Regions from separate parts of the Mus musculus genome. Here region 1 is linked to region 2. Evidence: chromatin contacts called from public promoter capture Hi-C data. All regions are on one chromosome and are shown on one strand. The core of a region is the stretch at or near the end of the contact, and the rest is flanking DNA. Distances in the headings are between cores, read along the strand shown.

Region 1 (4,653 bases), core at 447-2,946, 210 kb after region 2:
TTCCCCGTCTTTCCCAATTTGTTTTCACATTTTATGTTTCCCTGATGCCCTACGTTTCGTTGTTCATTTCCCTGCTAAAATCATTTTTAGAGGCATCTGTCTCCCGCCAGCCTCGGTTGCTTAGGGGCCCCGTTGTCCTGAGACCTGCTTTCTCTGCGGCCATTCCGAGGCGCCGGGCATTGAGACCCAGGTGTCTCAGCCTGTCGGGTTCTCAGGGAAAGCTGTGGGAAAGTTGTTCTGGCATTGCACTGTTTGTGGGATGAGCTCAGTTGGCTTGTGGTGTGGTGGTCACACAGCGACAGGTGTTTCTCAGAGTCCCTTCCCATGCTGCCCCCATATAGCTGGAGAGTGCCTTGTCTAGGAGCGGAGGAGTTTCCTGGAGATGGAGTAACATCCCCTGCCAGAAAGCACTTAAGAGACCTGTTCCAGCAAACACTCACGGACGGCTGCTGTGGCCAGTGCTGCTGGCCTGGTGTCTGTTTTGACCTACAGTGCGCACTTTATTTTTTTGTGACATCGGAACGTCTCTGCACCTGTATTTTACTCTGCTGTTAAGTCCTGAGTCAGCTCTTAACTGCTACTACACCTTTCTGGTGTCCATACTATACTGCTGTTACTTCAGCCTGGGAGTGGGATTGGAGCCCTCTGAGCAGCAGGCACCACACCCTGTCCTTGCCTGGTCTGTGTCAAATCTTCTGAGTGCAAAGTGCTTTGTACGTAAAGCACTCGGGTAGCCGTCACCCCTGCCCTTGGTGTCTACTTGGCACTGAGCTTTGGGCCAGAGCCTCTCCCAGGTCTGTAGGAATGGAGCTGCCTTTTCTCATCTCCTTCCTCAGTCTGCCTTCCTTTCTTTGGCAAATTTGCGTGTTTTCTTGTACAGCTTAGCTGGGCTCTCTTTTACCTGATTTGCTTGGTGTGGACTCACAACTTTGACCTCAAAGCCCTTTTCCTTGGGGTTGGGTTGCTGTAGGCTTATGATCAGGGGCTTTTGTCTCATGGTGAGATCTTTGCAGAAGGGACACAGTCAGTCTGTTGCTTAATGGGACTGTAGATGTTAAGAGTGGCATCCTGGCACAAGACCAGTATTGACAATGACAGCGAGAGAAGCGGCCTTTTAATTCAGACCCTACCCCGTACTTTCATAAGATGAAGTTTATTAAAGAGAACACCAGTCTGAAAAGCCAACAGGTGTATACTGTGACCCGTGCTTAGCAGCACAAGAAAGCGCTTCCTGTCCCGAGTGAGGGAGTGCATTGCATCTCTGTGGCTCTGTACACTGAGCAGAGCATCTGGATCCAGGCGCATGCTGCTCGTGATACATGGCAGGGCTTCCTGGTACACACATCCTCACATGGCAGTGGGCTGAGGACAAGGCCGGAGAGGGAAGCAGCTGTGTGGCCCTGGCTGCCAGACAGGGTGCTGTACGGTCAGTCAGCCTCGTCGATTCGGATGGCAAGGGCCCATGAGTCAGGGGTGCTGCCTCCCCACAGTTTGCTTATCTTTGCTGTCTGTGATGAGTTAGGGTGCTTTCTTAGAAGGTGGGCACAAGCTGAGTCTTGATGGCAGTGAAAACAGGGTTGGTTCTGTCTTTCCACAGAAACTTGCTTCCAGGGCTGACGGCATCCTGTGACGTGGGACAACAGGGCTCTAGTGTTCCACTCCTAGATGTTTGCAGGCCTGCATTTCTGCCTGCTGTCAGCCAAAGTGGACCTTGCTCTCACCACCCGCCTGCCCCATGTGCTAGCACTTCAGGAGATTGGCCGCTTCTTTAGCAGTTAGTTTAGAAGATAGTGACCTCTACCGGGTGGTTCTAGATTCTGCCTTGAGGTTAATTGGCTAATGAAGTTTTGTTTTAAAACATGGGCTCGAAAGAGAGCTCTCCGTAGTGGCTTGTCATTCCCTGAAGGATTTCCAAGAGCCTGTGTTCAGCAGCCCTTGGTGAATTGAGAGGTCTTGGAGAGGGGAGCGGTTGTGTTTTGTGCAACAGTTATGTTGAGTCGATACAATCACTGCACCCTCTGCTTGTGTCGGCTGAAGGAGCTGGAGCCCACTTCAGTCCTGGGCGAGGGGAAGGAGTGTCGGGTGGAGTGAAGGGTTTCTGTAACAGGGCACTCTTACTCTGTTGATACCGTGACCTTGTTATGGGCAGCTCCATGGTGCCCTTGCAGCTGCCAGTGCTCTGAAATGAATGCCTGTGCCACTGTCCCTTTCTCGTCTCCCCAGGTGTTTAGGACCGACCTGATCACTGCCATGAAGTTGCATGACTCCTACCAGCTGAACCCGGATGACTACTACGTGCTGGCTGATCCCTGGAGACAGGAGTGGGAGAAAGGGGTCCAGGTGCCTGTGAGCCCAGGGACCATCCCACAGCCTGTGGCCAGGTAGGCACCCTGGATAGACGCGTGCTTCTCTGCTCTCCTCCCTGCAGGCATAGAAGCTGAGAGTTAGCGCTGTAGTAACATGAGGCCTCACAAGAGGCAGAAATGTAGAAACTGTTCAGGCGCTGAGGGCGGTGAGTCAGAGGGCAGTGGCCTCTGAATTTAGCACATTATCGCAGGGGGTGAGCCCTCTTACTGGAGAAGAGAAGGTCCAAGATGTTTTTGGGAATGACCGACTAGGCGAAGTCTGATGTTACTGTCTGTTTCTCTCTGCATTCTATGTCACTTCACTGAGTGGCTTAGTGGGAGCCGTGGTGGCCTTGGTGCTTCGGGCAGTGGCTGATTGTATTTTAGGAGCTGACAGTGTCCGATGAGGAATTTGAGCTGTGGACAGGCTCTTTGCAGACGCTGGTGTTTCCTCTTGATCTCCTGCCGTGTCGCTCACCTCTCCCAACATGTCCTCGATCTTCCTTTGGGACAGGCTGTGTCGAGTTGGTACCTTTTTTCCCCACTTTTGCATATGAGGATGGAGTGCCCGATAGCTCTGCCAGCATCTGGCTGGCTCCTTGCTGTGTGAAATAGCCTCTCTTACCATGGATGAGTATGGACTAAATTCACTTCTTGGCCCTTAACTCCTTAGACACTTGATTGGTTTGATTACCATCATTTTGGGATCTCTGTTCAAATTATATGATAGTATACTATGGCTAGACAGGCATAGGTGACCACCAGGAGTCACCTGCTTCTTCAGATGAGGGTCATGGCCTGTGAAGCGGGTCTCAGGGCGCACAGGATGGGGATGGTCCCTTTTGGCCAGCACCGGCAGGCTGTCAGTCTAGGAAGCCGTGCCAAGGCAGGATGAAATGACTTCATAATAGATAGACTGGAGCGTTTCACTTGATACCTGTTCTTGCTCAAGCAGGAGAAATACATCCAGTTTGTCTGCCCATCTCTGTCACACAGATAAGTTCTTCCTGTCAGTTCCAGGGTGAATAACGTATAAACTCTGGGCATCCTGTTGGTGTGAATGTATGTGGTCAAAACCAGACGTGGCAGGACTGTGACCACAGAGCCTCTGCTGGGCTCCTGGCCCGAGCTGATTTGCTCCTTTTGTGCTGTCCCTAGTCTGGCTAGGGTGAGGTGGAATTCTCCCGTGCTCACAGCTTGTAAGGGGGTGGTGGTAGAGGAATTGTCTGGGGCCATATGTTCATGGACCATGGGCTCTGGCGCTTAGAATAAAGGAATGGCAACAGCCCAAAGTTCTCCCTCAGTCTTTTTGGAAGGTGAGAATTCAGAGGTGTCCCTTGTGGTCCTCAGCGTGTGCTGTGCACATCCAGCTTGTGGCTGTCCCTGCCGTCTCTGTTCCTGAGAACTCAGTGCTTAGCAAGTTCGTCCCTGTTCTGACAACTTCCGGGGGGCAATGAGCAAGCACCAATAATGGAAAGGGATTTAGAAACCAACCCTTGAAATATCTTTTCTTTTAAAATAAATTTATTTATTTATTTATTTTGTTTTTTGACACAGGGCTTCTCTGTATCGCCCTGGCTGTCCTGGAACTCACTCTGTAGACCAGGCTGGCCTCGAACTCAGAAATCTGCCTGCCTCCGCCTCCCAAGTGCGGGATTAAAGGCATGCACCACCGGTGGCCGGCTTAAGTTTATTTGTTGTAGTTTGGGAGCAGACTCTGTTGGAGATGTGGTAGGGTGTTGTGCTGGGAAGGAGATGGCTGTGGAAGGCTGCAGCATCTGCTTCCATTCTGGGTACTTTGAAGATTTCTAGCTGAGGTGTTGCTCTCATTTGGTTTCAAATTCTTAGACTATATGAACATAGGGATGGTCTGGCTTGGGGGTTGGAGGAGGAAGTTGCCCCTGACAGTTTCTTCTACAGGACAGAAAGGGTAATCTGGCTGTTTGTTTTCTTATTAACCAGGGTTGTGTCTGAAGAGAAGTCTCTCATGTTCATCAGGCCCAAGAAGTACATCGCGTCGTCCGGCTCTGAGCCCCCAGCGTTAGGCTACGTCGATATCCGGACTCTGGCAGACAGTGTGTGTCGGTATGACCTCAATGATATGGATGCTGCGTGGCTGGAAGTAACCAATGAAGAATTTAAGGAGATGGGTGAGACTGTTACTTCATTAACTCACATTGGAGAGAGGGCTGGTTAGTCCGCAGTGACTCATATAGAGTCCCTGAGAGGTTGGAGCTCACTGTCACAGCCACCTATGTCACCAGAGTCCCAGCTCTTTGGAGACCAGATTGCTTGTGTGGCTTTGGCA
Region 2 (4,911 bases), core at 456-2,955:
GAGCATAACTCCGTTAAAAGTTGGGAAGCATCTATTTATTTCTGTATGTGTGCCTGTGTATATGGATGTGAGTGTATATGTGTGTGTACTTTGTCTGTTTGTGGTGTGTTTCTGTGTGTCTGTGTGTCTGTGTATGAGTGTATGTCTGTGTGTCTGTGTGTGTGTGTATGAGTGTGTCTGTGGGGGGTCAGATAAATAAAATTTACTGAGTGTCTCTGTATGTGAGTATGTGTGTAAGAAAGAGATACAGAGAGAGACAGAGACAGAGACAGAGAGAGAGAGAGAGAGAGAAACAGAGAAAATATATGAAAAAAATTCCTTACTCAGCTTAGACATGAGTCTAAGGTAAAAGTGTAGAGAAGAGAAAAGTCGTGAAGTGGTCTGACTTGGAAGCAAAGATTACAACATGAATAGCATCAGAGACTGGCTTTGATTTTCCTTTGTATCCTAAGTCTATTTCAGACAAAGAGATTAGCGACATCTTTCACAACCCAGGGTGAGGAGGTTTGAATGAGGAGCGTGCCCAGAGGCTCTTCACACATTTGACTCCTCAGTCCTCAGTTGGGGCTGTTATGGAACTTGGCACTTGAGACTGTGCCCCCCTGCCATGATGGAGTCTCTATCCCTCTGGAACTGTCAGTCAAAATAACTCTTTCTTCTGTAAGCTGCTCTGGGGAGTGGATTTTATAACAGGAACAGGAAAGGAACTGATCAGTGTGTGCAAAAACACACCTCTTGGTACACGCTGGCTTCTCACTGGGATGCTGGGGCAAGTAGTGACAGAACTGTGTGGAAGTCACCCATTGCCGTCTGCATTACTTTTCTCCTCACTGTGACAAAGGTAACTTAGGGAATGTTTATTTTGGCTTACGGTTTGTGTGTGCAGTGTCAGGAGCATGAGGCAGCGGGCCGCACTGCATCGGCAGCCAGGAAGCAGAGGGCAACGAAAGCTGATGTTCAGCCTACTCTCTCCTTTTTATTCTACCCAGAACCCCAGCCCACAGGATGGCACCACCCACATTTAGGTTAATTAACCTAATTAGGCCAGTTAATCCAATCAAGAAATTTCTTCTCTGACTTGCCCAGACATTTGTCTCCTAGGTAATTCTAGATCCCATAAAGTTGACAACTGATGTTCACCATCACGCCTTCCAATATTGTGGTGGCAAGAAAGAGAGCTGAGCCTTTGGCTTTCCAATTCAAGACCATATGTTAATTCGTTCAGTCTTTCAATAAAATTTACTGAGTGTCTGTTACACCAAGATAGTCTTGGCAAGAGTCTGTGTTGCAATGTGTGACAGATTAGTATTAATTGTTATATTAGCAGGAAAATCTGATTATGGATCAATATGAGCAATAAAAGGGTAGCTCAGAGCTTTCCTTGAGACATGGTGTACAACCCAATTATATAGGAAGCAGAGTGGGAATGCACTTGACCATCTGGGCAGGTGGCTACTATCAAATAGCCACTATGTATCTTGGAAAATGATTAGGTGAAGAAGCTCACCAGCAAAGGAGAAGCCTTCAAGACAAAAGAGCCTTCCTTTAGGGATACAGGTAAGAGTAGAATTGTTTATAGAGGTCCGGGAGCAGGAGAGAGCTTGACATCATGACCAGGAGGTCGCAAGTTTATGAGATCAATAAGGAGGTGAGCTAATGACTCAGAAGTTCCGCGTCAGCACGAGCTAAACAACCTGGTCTTGGTTCAGCAGATGTTTCCTCTGACTCATTAAAGATGCCTCTAAAGCTCAAGCAGCTATGAAGGCTTACAGATGCGAGTAAATCAACCCCACACGAAGCAACACAATAGCAGCGTTCTGACATGAACCCCGCAAAGGAAAACACGTCACAAGGTAGATTAGCTCTTAGAGAGCTTCTCAGGGTTGTGGCCTCATAAATACTTTGCTTATACTCGTTGGAACTAGGTGAGGTGGAGACCGCTCTAAAACTGAAGTTTGGGTTTTTTTGGCTTTTTTTTTTCATTGCCAAAGCCAAGCTGATGGAGCCGTTGTGAAAGTATGTCATGAATGTCCTGCGGCTACAGTGAGACTTGAGTAAGGGAAAAGCATCTTGGGATTGGCATGCTAGCCTGATCTTCAGTAAAGTAGACACTGACTGGATTTTTGCATTTATCACACCTAATAAAAGTAGGGCCATACCAAATGATCTTGCTGGACGTTGAGGATCTAGTGGCTGTTGTCAAGGGGGAGAGTGAGCGAGTCCACGCCAGGCCTCTCAGGGACATTGTCTCGTGACAGACTGCACCTAGTCATCCAGCTGTTTCTGCTGTAGTCCAAAGGCAGCTTGATGGCTCTGCGGGGACATCCACAGGAGCGCTTAGAACGTCTCCAGCCCCCGGCAGCCCCTTGTGAAGTGTATATTTGTGTTATTGTGATTATTTATATTTTGGCTAAGACTATCCCTGTTTAGTTATTCCATTTCCTACTCCAAATATTGGATGCATGTCTGAGAAGTCGAATTACCAAATAGACACACAACGGAAACAAACAGTGGATCACGGTGGAGGTTATCAGACAACTGTATGAGTGTATTCCTACTGCAAACACTGTTGATAATATGAATAAATAATGTGGTGCATATATTTGTACTGGTCTTTTATGTACATGTAGGTACTATGGTGACTAATAGACTATTTCAGAGGATTTCAGGGTTTGTAGCTTTTACCATTATGTTTCTCACTAAACTGAGTACTCAAAGTATAATTAGCATAAAGTGCAGAATCCTCAAAAATTATGGACATTAGAAAGAAATTCTCAAACCTATTGCTGGAAAAAAAATGAGTTGTTAGAGGTGGAACGACCTTCTTGCATTTAAATATTTCCTATTTTTCCCAGGGGGACTATCAGTAGGGGAGACAGCGGGAATGTTTTAGGATATTATAGATCACACTGCATCTGTTTCCACAAAAATTACATGCCTACATTCAATTGTGTAACCCTTAAATAGGGTAAATTATAATCCTATCAAATTGAGACTATATAATCCTTTAAAAACACATTCAAGATGTAAGCCATATGTTAAAGTGAGTGGATCAGGTGTTGAAATAACGTGTTTTACTTTCAAGTACATTGCCCCAGTGCTCTTAAAGTTACAGAGGATAAGTAGCAGCCTGCGCACATTCGGGTAAATGATCTGCCTCATTCTTCTGTTGCTGAGGATGATGTTTTGACAGCTGCACTTTGGCCAGTAGTAACCTGACAGGACGCAGATAATGAGATGTGATAGGTAACACTGATTGTCAACTTGGCCGTGTCTAGAATCCCCTAAGAGATAAAACTCTGGCTTCCTGTCTGCCAAGGACTTTCCAGGTTGGGTAGGGTGCAGGGAGACAGTGGGCCGGGCTCTGCCCTTCATCCCTCTCTGCTTCACTCACTGAAGAAGAAATGTGACCAGCTGCTTTACATTCCTGTGACCACACCTTTCCTACCATGACAAACTGTCCCTCAGACTGCGAGTCAAAATGAACTCTTCTCTTCATTCCTCAGGTTGCCTTTGTCACAAGAAAAAAGCAGCCAATGAAAGACGGTACCTTCAGTGAGGGCAGGGAGCTTGCATTCAGCCTGTGTTAGCTGCAGCGATCTTTGCACCCACAGACAACACTTCCGGTCACTGCCTGGGGGCCAGACAGGCCCAGCTTAACTGCTTGGGGGTGATCCTAATTCCAAGGGTGCAATCACTTTTTCCTTGGAGCACTGAAAATTCTTTTCATCGTGTTTAATCTGATCCCTTCTCACCATGGTCATGCATGCATGCATGTATTGATACGTGAAAACATTGTTCCTCATATGCCAGGAGCTGTGCCAAATGCTCCCAGATACAATGGTAAACAAGGAGAGCACAATCAAGTAACTACACAGTACAGATATAATAAATGGTAGGCGCTGTGCAGGTGGGACTAAAAGCCGTGCTGGTTTAACATGGTGGCATACAGCAGAGAACCCTGAACTCAGATGGGGAGTTAGGACTGCTGACCACAGTACGCCTGGCTTGATACATAGCCAAAGCTGCACTGGCCATAAAGCCAGCCGGTAAGCAGGCATAATTGCTTAAGTTCATATTGATTCGGACTAAATACATAAAGATTCACTTCTTCTTCGAGATAACCTTTCATTGTTAGATGTTGCTGCTCCCAGAAGTCATGGGTTTTTAAACAAAAGCCCAAGTGCCAGGTGTGAGATACCTTCCCTATGAGTAGTTGTTGAGAGAGGTCTTAGAGTCGTGTGTCATCCCCCCCTCCCCAAGAATACAGGCTATTGGGGCTGAAGAGATGGCTGAGTGGTTAGGAGCACTCGCTGATCTTCCAGAAGACCTGAGTTCAGCTCCTGACCCTCACATGGAGTTAACTCTCAACTGACCGTTAACTCCAACTTCAGGGGATTTAATAATCTAATACTCTCTTCTGACCTCCACAGGCATGTGTGGCACAAACACACACACACACACACACATACACACACACACACACACACACACACACACACACACCCTTCTCTCTCTTTCTTGCCTGTGCATGTGCACACACACATGTATATGCATCTACACACACAAATAAGTAAATATAAATCTTTTTTTTTAATGTAAGCTGCTGCGTTGCTCTTGGGTGTCCTCCAGTACTAGATGGGAAGGCTGTGCTGCTAAGACAACACACACTCTGAGTGGAGGGCACAGAGAAATCAAGTTGGAACACAGCTGGAAACTCTGCTCTCCGTGCAGGAAGGTGCAGTGTAGGCTGCAGAGGGGTAAATGCAGAACAATCTCAGTCCTGCGCGCCACAATACCTACCTGCTGGGAGGATGTGCCCACCGGTGCAATCGCAGCTGGACTATTTTGAGGGTAACTGACTGCTTTGTCATCGGATACCCTGCTCTCAGGAGGGAATACCTACCCGAT

What was found. Capture Hi-C pulls out chosen DNA fragments and counts their contacts.
Region 1: a contact with region 2 is called in a promoter capture Hi-C map of pancreatic islet. The contact joins two enhancer-like sites. A contact is called at or near these places in 1 of 484 Hi-C or Micro-C datasets (the N1E-115 cell line), 5 of 115 datasets of contacts at active chromatin or transcription factors (embryonic stem cells, epiblast stem cells, pancreatic cancer cells and 1 more) and 3 of 9 other capture datasets (adipose tissue, liver and pancreatic islet).

Annotation. Positions count from the first base shown.
Region 1 is chr3:41,589,460-41,594,112 of GRCm38.p6, forward strand. It overlaps Jade1 (jade family PHD finger 1), which reads left to right. Exons shown (of 11, transcript NM_001130184.1): 4 at 2,224-2,381; 5 at 4,308-4,495. Among named protein-coding and RNA genes, the nearest start is that of Jade1, 36 kb to the left of the region's middle. Within about 2 kb of position 1,697, at least 47 of the 459 cell types and tissues checked have an H3K27ac peak or open chromatin away from gene starts, as enhancers often do. A contact at or near this core is called in pancreatic islet, where this site is marked.
Region 2 is chr3:41,382,921-41,387,831 of GRCm38.p6, forward strand. No RefSeq gene overlaps it. Among named protein-coding and RNA genes, the nearest start is that of 1700052H01Rik, 30 kb to the left of the region's middle. Within about 2 kb of position 1,706, at least 6 of the 459 cell types and tissues checked have an H3K27ac peak or open chromatin away from gene starts, as enhancers often do. A contact at or near this core is called in pancreatic islet, where this site is marked.